2 separate regions of the Mus musculus genome follow, and region 1 is linked to region 2. The links are chromatin contacts, called in public Hi-C maps. All regions are on one chromosome and are shown on one strand. Each heading gives the region's core, a stretch centred on a gene start, on an enhancer-like site or on the middle of the called end of the contact. The rest is flanking DNA. Distances are from core to core; before and after follow the strand shown.

Region 1 (5,362 bases), core at 84-2,583, 670 kb after region 2:
TGCTCCAGGATATCTCTGTCAATCCTGAATGAAACTATCTGAAGATCTGGTCTGGTCACATGAATGTGGGCCAGAAATGTCTGAGCAGTCATGCAGAGGCCCGTTGAGGTCTGGGTCAGGCAGCAGGATAGCTAGGCTCAGGGCAGTAGGGGCCTGAAAGGTTATCCTGGGTAATGAGTCATTCTGGCATTGTTGATGGTCAGGCTTTGGCCCAGTGACAGTTCGTCAGCATCCTTAGTCAGGAGGCCGTCACTGTGATGATGTGTAAACAGAGGGTCCAGCTTCTGGCACCTGGGTCTAATTTCTTTGACAGGTAGGCCACTGGCTGGCACCAGGGCCCAGAGTCTGAGTCAATACTCCTTTTGCTGTCTCAGATCTCTTATCCATGAAGAGATGGAAGGGCTTAGTCACTTCTGGCAACCTCAAAGCTGGTATAGAAAAAAATATTTTTTGACCTCAGAGAGCCACCTCTGACCTTATGTATCTCCTGGACCTAGGTAGGTCACCTGTGGTTCGCAGAGTAGGGCCTTCTTAGCGGAGGCTTGATAGTCTAAATTTCCCAGGGCCTCCAAGAGGTCATGGATCTTTTAGACATTCTTTTTTTTTTTTTTTTTTTTTGGTTTCTGCTCTCACTAGGACGTCATTTATAAACTATTGAAGAGACTTTATCTTTTAGGATTTAGCAAGACAGAATGTTAAGCTCTGTTATCAACAAGGAAGCTGGTGGGTTTCTCTTTTCTTTTTAGGGTTACTCTGGGCAACTTTTAAGGTCATAGTTTGAATAGGCTTTTTGTTTGGGGATGTTCCCTGGCCCAGTGGTCCTCCTCTTTACAATAAGCACATTAGTTCTTTTCTAAGAGGGGCTGTTCTCAGTCCTTAGGGACCCACTTACCTTTTTTTTTTTTTTTGTAGAAGGCATTTGTTTTAGATGTCTTTTTTACATAGGTAGGCCACTGGCCCTGTGCCAGGGCCTGGGTAAGCACATTGGTTTCTAGAAGCCATTTGTTTCACACTGTCTCCCACAGTCCTCTAGTTTGGCCATGGCTGCCAACAGAATCTTTGCCAGATTGAGAGGCTGTTTGTTCTGCTCTTTTATTTGTCTTTTGTCCCCTATTTTTCTATCTTTATTAAACACTTTTTTTCTGCCATTATCTTTTAAACTTTTTTCTTAGTCTTTGAACCCTTTGGAGTTTCCTGATATCTGGTGTTGCCTGGTTAATAAAGGCTAGAGCTACTACTGTTTTTGCTTACCTTTGGGCAAATTAGTGGCTGTCTCAGCCGCTTTGAGAGCTGCCAATGGGAGCCTGGCGGGTAGGACTTAGCCTCCCCTTACTTACCTTTAGCATTGTTGAAGTCCTAATCTGAGTGGATTCCCCTGTGGGGCCAGGAACCAGTTTTCTGGCCTTTGTCTGTGGTGAAGAAAACCTGCAAGAGCTCTTTGCAATCATCTCAAGTGGGCTGGTGGGTGAAAAGGACTGTCTCTAAGAGATTAATTAAATCTCAAGGGTTGTCTGAAAAGGAGGGAGTTCTGTGTTCTCCAGTTAAAAAAAGGTCACTAGTGGCAAAGGGCCAATAGTGATGAGGTTGGTTTCCTTGATCAACAACAGGCCCTTGTTGCACACTAGGGCAAGATGACAGACTCAGAAGGCAGGGCTGCTTGGGGCCATTGCTATTCCACTTGAGGGGTTGGATAATATGGGGGTGGAAAAATAACATCTTCTGCTTCTTCTTGGAGGACCAGGAGAGGGATAGTGCAGGAGAGAGGTGATCTGGTGTCTCCTCCTTTGTACCCTTGGACATTTTGCTAGCCAAGGCAAAAACTCATGCCTGTTGTCGAGGGAGAAAAAGTTTAAGCCAAGAGGGCAGGTCCTGTAGACCCAACGTTGTCAGTCCATTTAAGTCAAAATCACCTCCTAATAAGAAACAGAAAACAGAGTGGACAGCAGCTCTTGAAAGTGACACACACAGAGCAGACAGCTTGCCAGCAGCGAAAATAACCAGGACTGCATGCAGCAGGATTCCACATCCCCTCGTGGGGTTCCATGCCTGCTCTTTCCTACCCAGAAATTAACTCCAGGGACTCTCCCTCCTCCAGGGATTTTTGAAATGTCTCCCAAGCCCCTGTGACTACAATATACTAGCACATCCACTGCAGGAGGCTTCACTATCCACTTTTGTTGTTTCTTGCCATGAAATACAGATTTTTAGGCCTCTTCAGAGCACAATTACAGAATTATTCAGAAGAGATAGATAGTTGTGAACTACCATGTGATTGCTGAAAATTGAACTCAGGACCTCTGGAAGAGCAGTCAGTGCTTCTAACCACTGAGCCATCTCTCCAGCCCCCACAATTTCTAACTAGATACAAACACATTGAATATAATAAATGGTATTTAAGTCCAAAGCCTCTAATGCATAGTGGTAATGTTTTGCCCATAAGGTATACAATGATATCCTATTTGCTAGTTTTTCAAATTTTCACAATAGAGTTGCAATTCTATTATTATATTCTTTCAGTTGTTCTTGAATATCCATGCCTTAGAAGATAAATAATTTTAAATCATTCTGACTCCTTTCCTAAGAAACTGTGGACATAAAGTTTTGCTTACAGTAGGTTACAAATCAAGACGTTTTTAAACGGTTAGTCTAAAATATACTGGTATATGTGACTATAATCAAGAAAGTTTAGTGTGGCTGGTGGACAGAACTAGACTATTTAATGAGCTGATCTGGAAGGCAGAGACAGGAAGATCCTGATTCCTAACCTACCCTGGCCCACGTGATTAGACCCTTAAATAAGTGCTGGGTATATCCCTCTGTGACAGAGCTCATGAAGAAACCTAACTTCCATCCCCTACCTCACAAAACTAAAACCAGTGTTTCATAAAATTGGAAATTGGGGAGTATATTGAGCAGACAGCCAGGTCAAACCTAAATATCCCTGGGACTTTCCAAACTCTTTGATGTCATAAATTTGACTTATTTCATTGTCATTTGTGAGGGTCAGAACAGGAAGGAGAGGGGTTGTAAGCTTCTGTGTGACTGCTGGGAATTGAACTTGGATGCCCTGGAAAAGCAGCTACTGCTTCTAACTGCTGAGCTATATTTCCAGTTCCATGATTCCCTTTAAAACCACCATCACCATCACTATCACCAACACCTTTATAATGGGCAAACGTTTAAATTAATAATTTTACTTATTTACCACACCTAGGTTTCTTTTGTGTGAGTGGACTTTCTATAATATACCTGATATCTATATTTATACCTGTATATAATCTAGATCACCTTTCATATAAATTATATCTTTCTGGCTATTCTAAGTACACATAGATGCTAATATGATTTATTTAAGCTAAAGCCTTAGTTTGAAAGGAGAAAGAGAAGTTCCTTAATCTTAGTATGAGTCGAAAAGAACTAATTATAAAAAAAGGAATGATGTTTTAAGGCATATGTACATTGTGCAAAGCCGAAATCTAGCTAGTTAAGGTATGCATTATATTGCATAAGTATCTTTTACATCTACTCTTTTAGTGAATTATCTCATATTTTATCCAAACCATTAGTCATATAGTTTCTTTTCTGTTATTCTGGAAACTTGAGTCTCCTCAATTATATCCTCATCAAACTCTATCAAAAAGTGTTACATGCATCCTGAGTATGAAACCATTTTTTCCTTAAAGTAAATAAGTTCTAAGTTCTTACCTGGTTATTTTCTTGTTTGTTTGTTTTTTTTTTTTTGGTTTTGTTTTTGTTGTTGTTGTTGTTTTGAGACAGGGTTTCTCTGTATAGCCCTGGCTGTCCTGGAACTGACTCTGTTGACCATGCTGGACTCGAACTCAGAAATCTGCCTGTTTCTGCCTCCCAAGTGCTGGGATTAAAAGCGTGCACCACCACTGCCCGGCTCGGTTATTTTCATAATTTTAATATTTCTATTTATTTCTATTAAATATTGGTTAGAGTGTGTTTGGTTTTTGAAAGGTATAAGTAACAGTAATATAAAACCATTATGGAAAACCATGTGCCTGCCACTCAGTTTAGAGGAAAGTCTTTTGTATTTTTATTTATTTTTTTATTTTTTTTGGTTTTTTGAGACAGGGTTTCTCTGTGTAGCCCTGGCTATCCTGGAACTCACTCTGTAGACCAGGCTGGCCTTGAACTCAAAAATCCGCCTGCCTCTGCCTTAATCCCAAGTGCTGAGATTAAAGGCGTGCACCACCACTGCTGGGCACCCTTTTGATACTTATTCTTGAATTTTATTTCATGGAAATATGGATGTTTTGCCTGTATGTATGTATGTGCACCAGATGTGAGCCTTTTGCCCACAGAGGCCAGAGAAGTGTTGGATCCTTCCTGGAACTAGAATTACAGGCAGTTGTGAGCTACCATGTAGCTGTTGGGAATTGAACTTGGGTGCCCTGGAAGAGCTCTTAACTGCTGAGCCATTTCTCCAGCTCCATAATTTACTTAAAAAACAAAACAAAACAAAGCAAAACAAAACAAAACAAATCAACAGGCTAGTCAACTAACCTGGATCCCTGAGAGCTCCCAGGCTGATCCTAGGCTCCTGGCACATTCGTAGCAGAGAGCTGCCACTTCTGGCCTGTGGGAGAGGATGTGCCTAATCCTGCAGAGATTTGATGACCCAGGGTAGGGGAATACTGGGGATGGGGTGGGTAGTGCTGTCTTCTCAGAGGTGAAGGTGAGAGTGGAGGAAATCTGCAAGGGGGGGATCAGGAGGGGGCCAACATTTAGGATGAAACTAATTAACTAATTAAAAAACAAAACAAGAGGGTCGAGTGACAGGCCCAAAGTGGGATCCAGCTCAAGGGGAGGTCCCAAGGCCTGACACTACTACTAAGACTATGGTGTGCTCACAAAAACGGACCTATTATTGCCCTCCAAAAGAGCTAACAAGCAGCTGAAAGAGTCAGATACAGATATTTGCACCCAACCAATGAACAGAAGAAGCTGACCCGCCAATTGTTGAATTAGGGAAGGCTGAAAGAACCTGAGGAGAAAGGCAATCCTATAGGAGGACCGGAAGTCTCAATTAATCTGGTCCCCGAGATCTCTCAGACACTGGACCACCAACCAGGCAGCATACACCAGCTGATGTGAGGCCCCCAACACACATAGAGCAGAGGACTGTGGGGTCTGGGTTCATTCAGAGATGATGCACCTAACCCTCAAGAGACTGGAGGCCCCAGGGAGTTTATAGAGGGTAGGTGGCATGTGATGACAGAGGCATGGGGAGGAGGAATGGGATGTGGAACAGTCAGAGAGTGGTTGGGGGGATTAAAATATGGATTGTAAAAAAATAAAAACAAAAAAAAAACGTTTTGATATCTATCTGTGTTGG
Region 2 (5,224 bases), core at 564-3,063:
CCTTATATCTATACAATATTATAGTCACAATACTACATTCTAAGAATTGAAACCTATTACTATCATTGCTTTAGATTTTCACTCCATGAGAAGTAGAAATATATTTCCATATTCAAATATAATAGTAGTAGTTATAAGGGGAAGAATTTAATAATAAATTTGAAATATAAAAGATGGTCCACATTTCAGCTGCCTGGGAAGATGATTTACTTCAAAGTAATGATGAGACAAAGGGGGGGAAGTCCAAGGAATTAGCAGTTGGAAAAGAGTTTATTTGTATACAGTACAATCTCCTCAACTTGAAATATTTTATTATTTTTAATTTAAATGGTGCAGTTAGAGCTACCAAAAGGAGATAGTTGTAGTTTTTATAGAAATGTGAATCTGATAGTTGATCTTAGACAATACTTACCCTATAATTCATGGCATTATCTCATATTTGAAAGTGAATAAATTCTTAAGTTCTTAAGAAATAATTTTGAAACCTCTCTATCTAAAGATCGTCTCGAGTGTCTTTGAAGGTACAATTGTACAGCAAAATAAACTTGAAAAAACATATATCCCTCTTTTCTCAAAATTAGTCTAGTGAATGTCATGGACAGGAAAGTTGTTAATCTTTGAATCAGTAGGGTTCCACACCAAAAGGATTTGCAGAATGTTTAAATAAACATGAAAAGACCGATGCATCCAATAAAATCAGTCACTAGTTCTGCTAGATTTATCACTTGCCTCCTCTCTATTATCTCATTGCTGTTCAGGAATGTGGAGTAGCTTTGATTTTATTTACACAGAATAAGAATGGTTGCAATAATTTCTTCCTTTGGGATTCCCTGTATCATACTTGCTAACCATTAAATATATACATTTTACTTAGAAAGAAAATATATCCGTAAAACCAATTGTACTTTCCTGAAAAGAGAAACTCTCAAATCTTAAATGTGTGAGGAAAAGTTCTAAATATAACAACAAAAAAGATAGGTAATTGTAATTGCTTCAGAAAAATCTCTGTTTCACTAATCATGTTATTGATATTTATTAGTTCAAAGATCTATGTAAGAGATATGTTCATACTGCAAGGGTTTTAGTGTTTTCAAGGTATTTATAAAAATAAATAGATACTAGGTGGGTTTTTCTTTTTATCAAAATAGTATTTTTACATCAGGGAAATGAAGCTGTGTATAAAGTTAGGACTTCATACCCTGAATAGTTTTTTCTTATAGTAAGCAAATATCATTTGTAATAAAAAGCTATAAATTCAAGTGCAAGACCTCAATACTTACCCTGACTACACTGAAGTCCAGCTTAGTCTCCTGTGCACACTGTAATATGAGCTGAAAGCAATTTTTACTTTGATTTGTCATTCCATTTTCATAATAACGCTGTAAAATCCTTTGTTGCTCTACAGTAAATACAGAACGTAGATTCATCTAAAAATAAAAGAAGATACTCTGAAAATTGGAATAAAAATGTGGTAGGTGTAGATTTTGAACACTTGTTTTTTGATACAATTTCAGTGTTTCTAAGTGCACAATTTATGTAAATTAATTAATCCTCAGTAATGGGCAGTAATTTGTGTGATAAAGGGAGACAGCTTCCCCTTGAAAAATATATACAAATATTTAATTTGCTTGGAAAAGCACAAATTTCAAAGACAGTAAAGTAACATAGAAAACAAAAAAGAGAAAAGAGTCAAGCTCTTATCTGGTTAGTGTCAGTACATGGGGAAAAACGGTTTTCACGGAAATAAATATTTATGGCTAGTAAAGCCAGAGATGGTGTTAGCCATACGCAGTCAATTATCAACAGGGACACTCACTGTTCTATGTCAAGAAAAGCATCTGGCATATGTCTTAACAGTCAGAAGCTGTGCTCAGAAACAAAGGGGACTCTTCCCCCCCCCTCATTCTGAGTTAAAAAGAATTTTTTATCATATATTTAAAAACCTGTCTTTTTAAATTTTTGTTTGTTTTGATTTTGCTCTAGTACAGGCTGGCCTCCAATCCTTATTTTCCTGCCTCTACCAAATGCTACAATTACAAGGGTTCACAAACACCCTCGGCTCAACAAAACATTTCATTAAGGATCAGAAACAAAAAGAAGGGATTAATAACCATGAAAGTGCTGTTGCTGTATGTAATGCTATCCAAAATAATTATTTTAATAACTATAGTAGCTAAATGGAAATTCAAACTGAGTATAACTTACTAAAGCCACGTGGAAACGCTGTCTTTTTAAATTAAATTGACACCATCAACAGTAGACAATGTAAATTTACTTTCCCTGATAATGGACAAGATGTTTACTAAAAAGGGCTAAGAATTTTGTGTATTGCCTAAGAAAATGTCAGGTCAAAAACTATCTTTAAAGGATGAATTATAGTAGTGCATTTTTAAAAAAGAGCATTTGTAATTTGATTAAGGGAATTTCGGATTTCTGTTAAAAATTTGGCACATAGAATTTCTTGAGGAAGTCATTCCTCAAAATTAGAAAACTGCCACAACAAAAATACCATCAGTCAAATTAAACATTTTCCCTAGTATACAGTATATTGAAACAGTCAAGGTTTAATATGGAAATACAACTTATTTCCCCCTGCTCTCAATACTTATAATATTAAATCCACCCAATAAAAATTAATGAATCATAAAGTCTAACCATATTCTACAGTATGTTATTGGGTTTGATTTTTTTTATTTTTTAAACTTTGCTCATTGCTCACACAAACCCTTCTCTAACTGCTAAGAGATATGATTAAAGGAAATTAACTGTAGGAGAGGCCACAGGAGAAATGAATGTAGAGTTTCTTTCAGGAACATCCAGAAATAAAGACCTCCATTAACTTTCTGAAGGAGAGTACCGAGGATGCTCAGTAATGTGAATGTCAACTTGACCAAGCACTCAAGGATGATTGCAACAGTAGGTAGGGACAGTATCCATCAAATCAATTTGTACTATTATGGGTTCCAACTCTCAGAGTTTACCCTAAATGGTTCAACCACAATCAGAAGAAGATGCAGAAGATAGATGGAAGTCAAATACCTGAAATACCACATCCAATTTAGAAGCAAGGTATCCTGGAATGGATTCTGAGGGTGGCAAAGTCAAATTATGAATGCATAATTAGGAAAATCACTCTGATCCTTTCCTATACAGCTGCATCAACAGTAAAATCCTACACTGCAGGATGCAGTTGATACCCAAGTGTGAGCATACCTCCCTAGAAATATAGGATAAACTATCTTCCTATTGGCTGGCTACAATCACTACACTTACATTATAAAGAACAGCTGGACTTCTCCACTGATAACTAATATACAAATGCAAGTGACTGAACACCAAACACATCTGTAGAAATGATAAGGACTTTTAAAGTCTTACCCTTAAATTCGGCACTAACAGCAAAAAGATACTTTGCTGAAAGGAGCTGTTTTCCTTTTAAGCTACTAAATAACTCATCTGAATAAGATGCCATTATTTTTACCCATCATAGCTATGTTTGTCTATATTAAATGAACACACAGCCAAAATTGGTAATTACTTACAAAGCAATAATCAGAAATATCTCTTTTAAAATAATCTATGTAAAAAACAAAATGGCATGCCATTGGTTCCATGGAATCAGTCATTGGATTTGCATGGAAAGAAGTTCTGAATTGAGTAACTAATTATTGAAATCACAGACCATTTAGCCTTGCCTCAAGATTCTCTAGTTTCATATTCTATGCATCGCCTCATCCACCCAACACACACCAGATCATTGGAATAAGACAGCCTGTATGCTACTTAAGCTGATCTGCTTACTATTCAGCAAGTCACCTAATTTCCTTGAGCATACTCTTCCTGGCCTGTAAAATGCTGGGCTGCACAATTTGACTTGCCTACTAATTAATCTCAGTTCCTACAACACAGAAATTTGAGTTCACTTTTCTCAAATTCTCAACAACATAATTTGTATTGTTAATATAAATAAGTCCTTAAATTATTAATTTCAAGAATCAAATTTCTCATGTTCTTTTTAGCTTCAAGATTCAGTGTTTTAATAAGGACCCCAAGCTAATGAGAAAAGATAAATTATGCTCAGTATATAATATCCAAACCACCAAAGCAATGACTAAATATTTAAAATTTGTTGCTTTAGGCATACATCTTCTAAAAATGACTGCCTCCTTAGATATTCCTAATACCCAAGACTGTGTATTCAGGTGGAAATATTCCAAATAAATCCTGATATCATACTGCTTTTACATATTTGATGCCATATTTAACTCACACTTTAAAGTCCAATGTTTAAATAATGTTTTCGCTGCTTAACTTATCTGAAAATTCATTAAAAACTATTCACTCTTTGAAACTTTTATAAATGAGATGACCAGACAAATCTATCTCTAATTCAGATATAAAACATTTTTAGTATTCAAATTTTGAGTTTTAGGTCAGCCATTGGTGTTTTGTTTACAAAATGGAGTCAGGACTAATAAAAGCCACATACATCTTCAACAAATATGTCTGTATTAGCATTGTCCTCTTTACCCATTACTGTTATTCAGTTTTAAATTTCATACAGCAAAACTCATTCTTTAGAAAGTATTGTTATAGTAAGGCAAATGTATATGGTCATAAATCTATGGTGGCAGTCAAAATATAAAATATTTCAAGCCCTCCCAAATATTTTTTTACACTTTTTTTACACTACCTCTTTGTAATCAATGCCTTCAGCAACCCCAGTTTGTGTCACCCACTAAGAATTCGAAATATATGACATCGGACTGCACGGTCTTCTGAGCTTTGCTCTTTTCATTCGGCATACTGTATGTCAGACTAATTTGTGTTTTCAATAGTTTGCTCTTTTCTTTCAGAGGTTTATTTCATTATGTGAATATACCTTCCTTAAAATATTCCTTTCCTGATGAATATCTGGGTTCTTCCATGTTCTTGGCAATTATAAACAAAGTGGCTAAGAAAATGTATGTGCAATTTTATGCATATAAGTAAGTGTTCACTTCTTTTGCATAAATACCTAGGAATGGTATTGCTGAGTCATATGCTTAAGTGTCTAAGTTATATGCTTTCAAATGCAATATTCAATGAAAGGTTGCATTACTTCATTTCCTCATATGCATTTGTTACAGCCAAGACTATTGAAAAAGTGGTTGAAAATGTGTGATTTATGAATAACTATGGTTCCATTACTTTGTATTTTTCCCATCATTCATGATGTTGAACA

Evidence for each region. A called contact is a pair of places that touch in the nucleus more often than the background predicts.
Region 1: a Hi-C map of the N1E-115 cell line shows a contact between it and region 2, with 10 times the contacts expected there. The contact joins two enhancer-like sites. A contact is called at or near these places in 5 of 484 Hi-C or Micro-C datasets (the G1E-ER4 cell line, the N1E-115 cell line, embryonic stem cells and 1 more).

The regions. Positions count from the first base shown.
Region 1 is chrX:112,339,483-112,344,844 of GRCm38.p6, forward strand. All of the region lies in intron 2 of Apool (apolipoprotein O-like), which reads left to right. Among named protein-coding and RNA genes, the nearest start is that of Apool, 31 kb to the left of the region's middle. Within about 2 kb of position 1,334, at least 6 of the 459 cell types and tissues checked have an H3K27ac peak or open chromatin away from gene starts, as enhancers often do. A contact at or near this core is called in the N1E-115 cell line, where this site is marked.
Region 2 is chrX:111,670,063-111,675,286 of GRCm38.p6, forward strand. It overlaps Hdx (highly divergent homeobox), which reads right to left. Exons shown (of 10, transcript NM_001080549.2): 2 at 1,281-1,427. The coding sequence starts at 1,427. Among named protein-coding and RNA genes, the nearest start is that of Hdx, 24 kb to the right of the region's middle. Within about 2 kb of position 1,814, at least 2 of the 459 cell types and tissues checked have an H3K27ac peak or open chromatin away from gene starts, as enhancers often do. A contact at or near this core is called in the N1E-115 cell line, where this site is marked.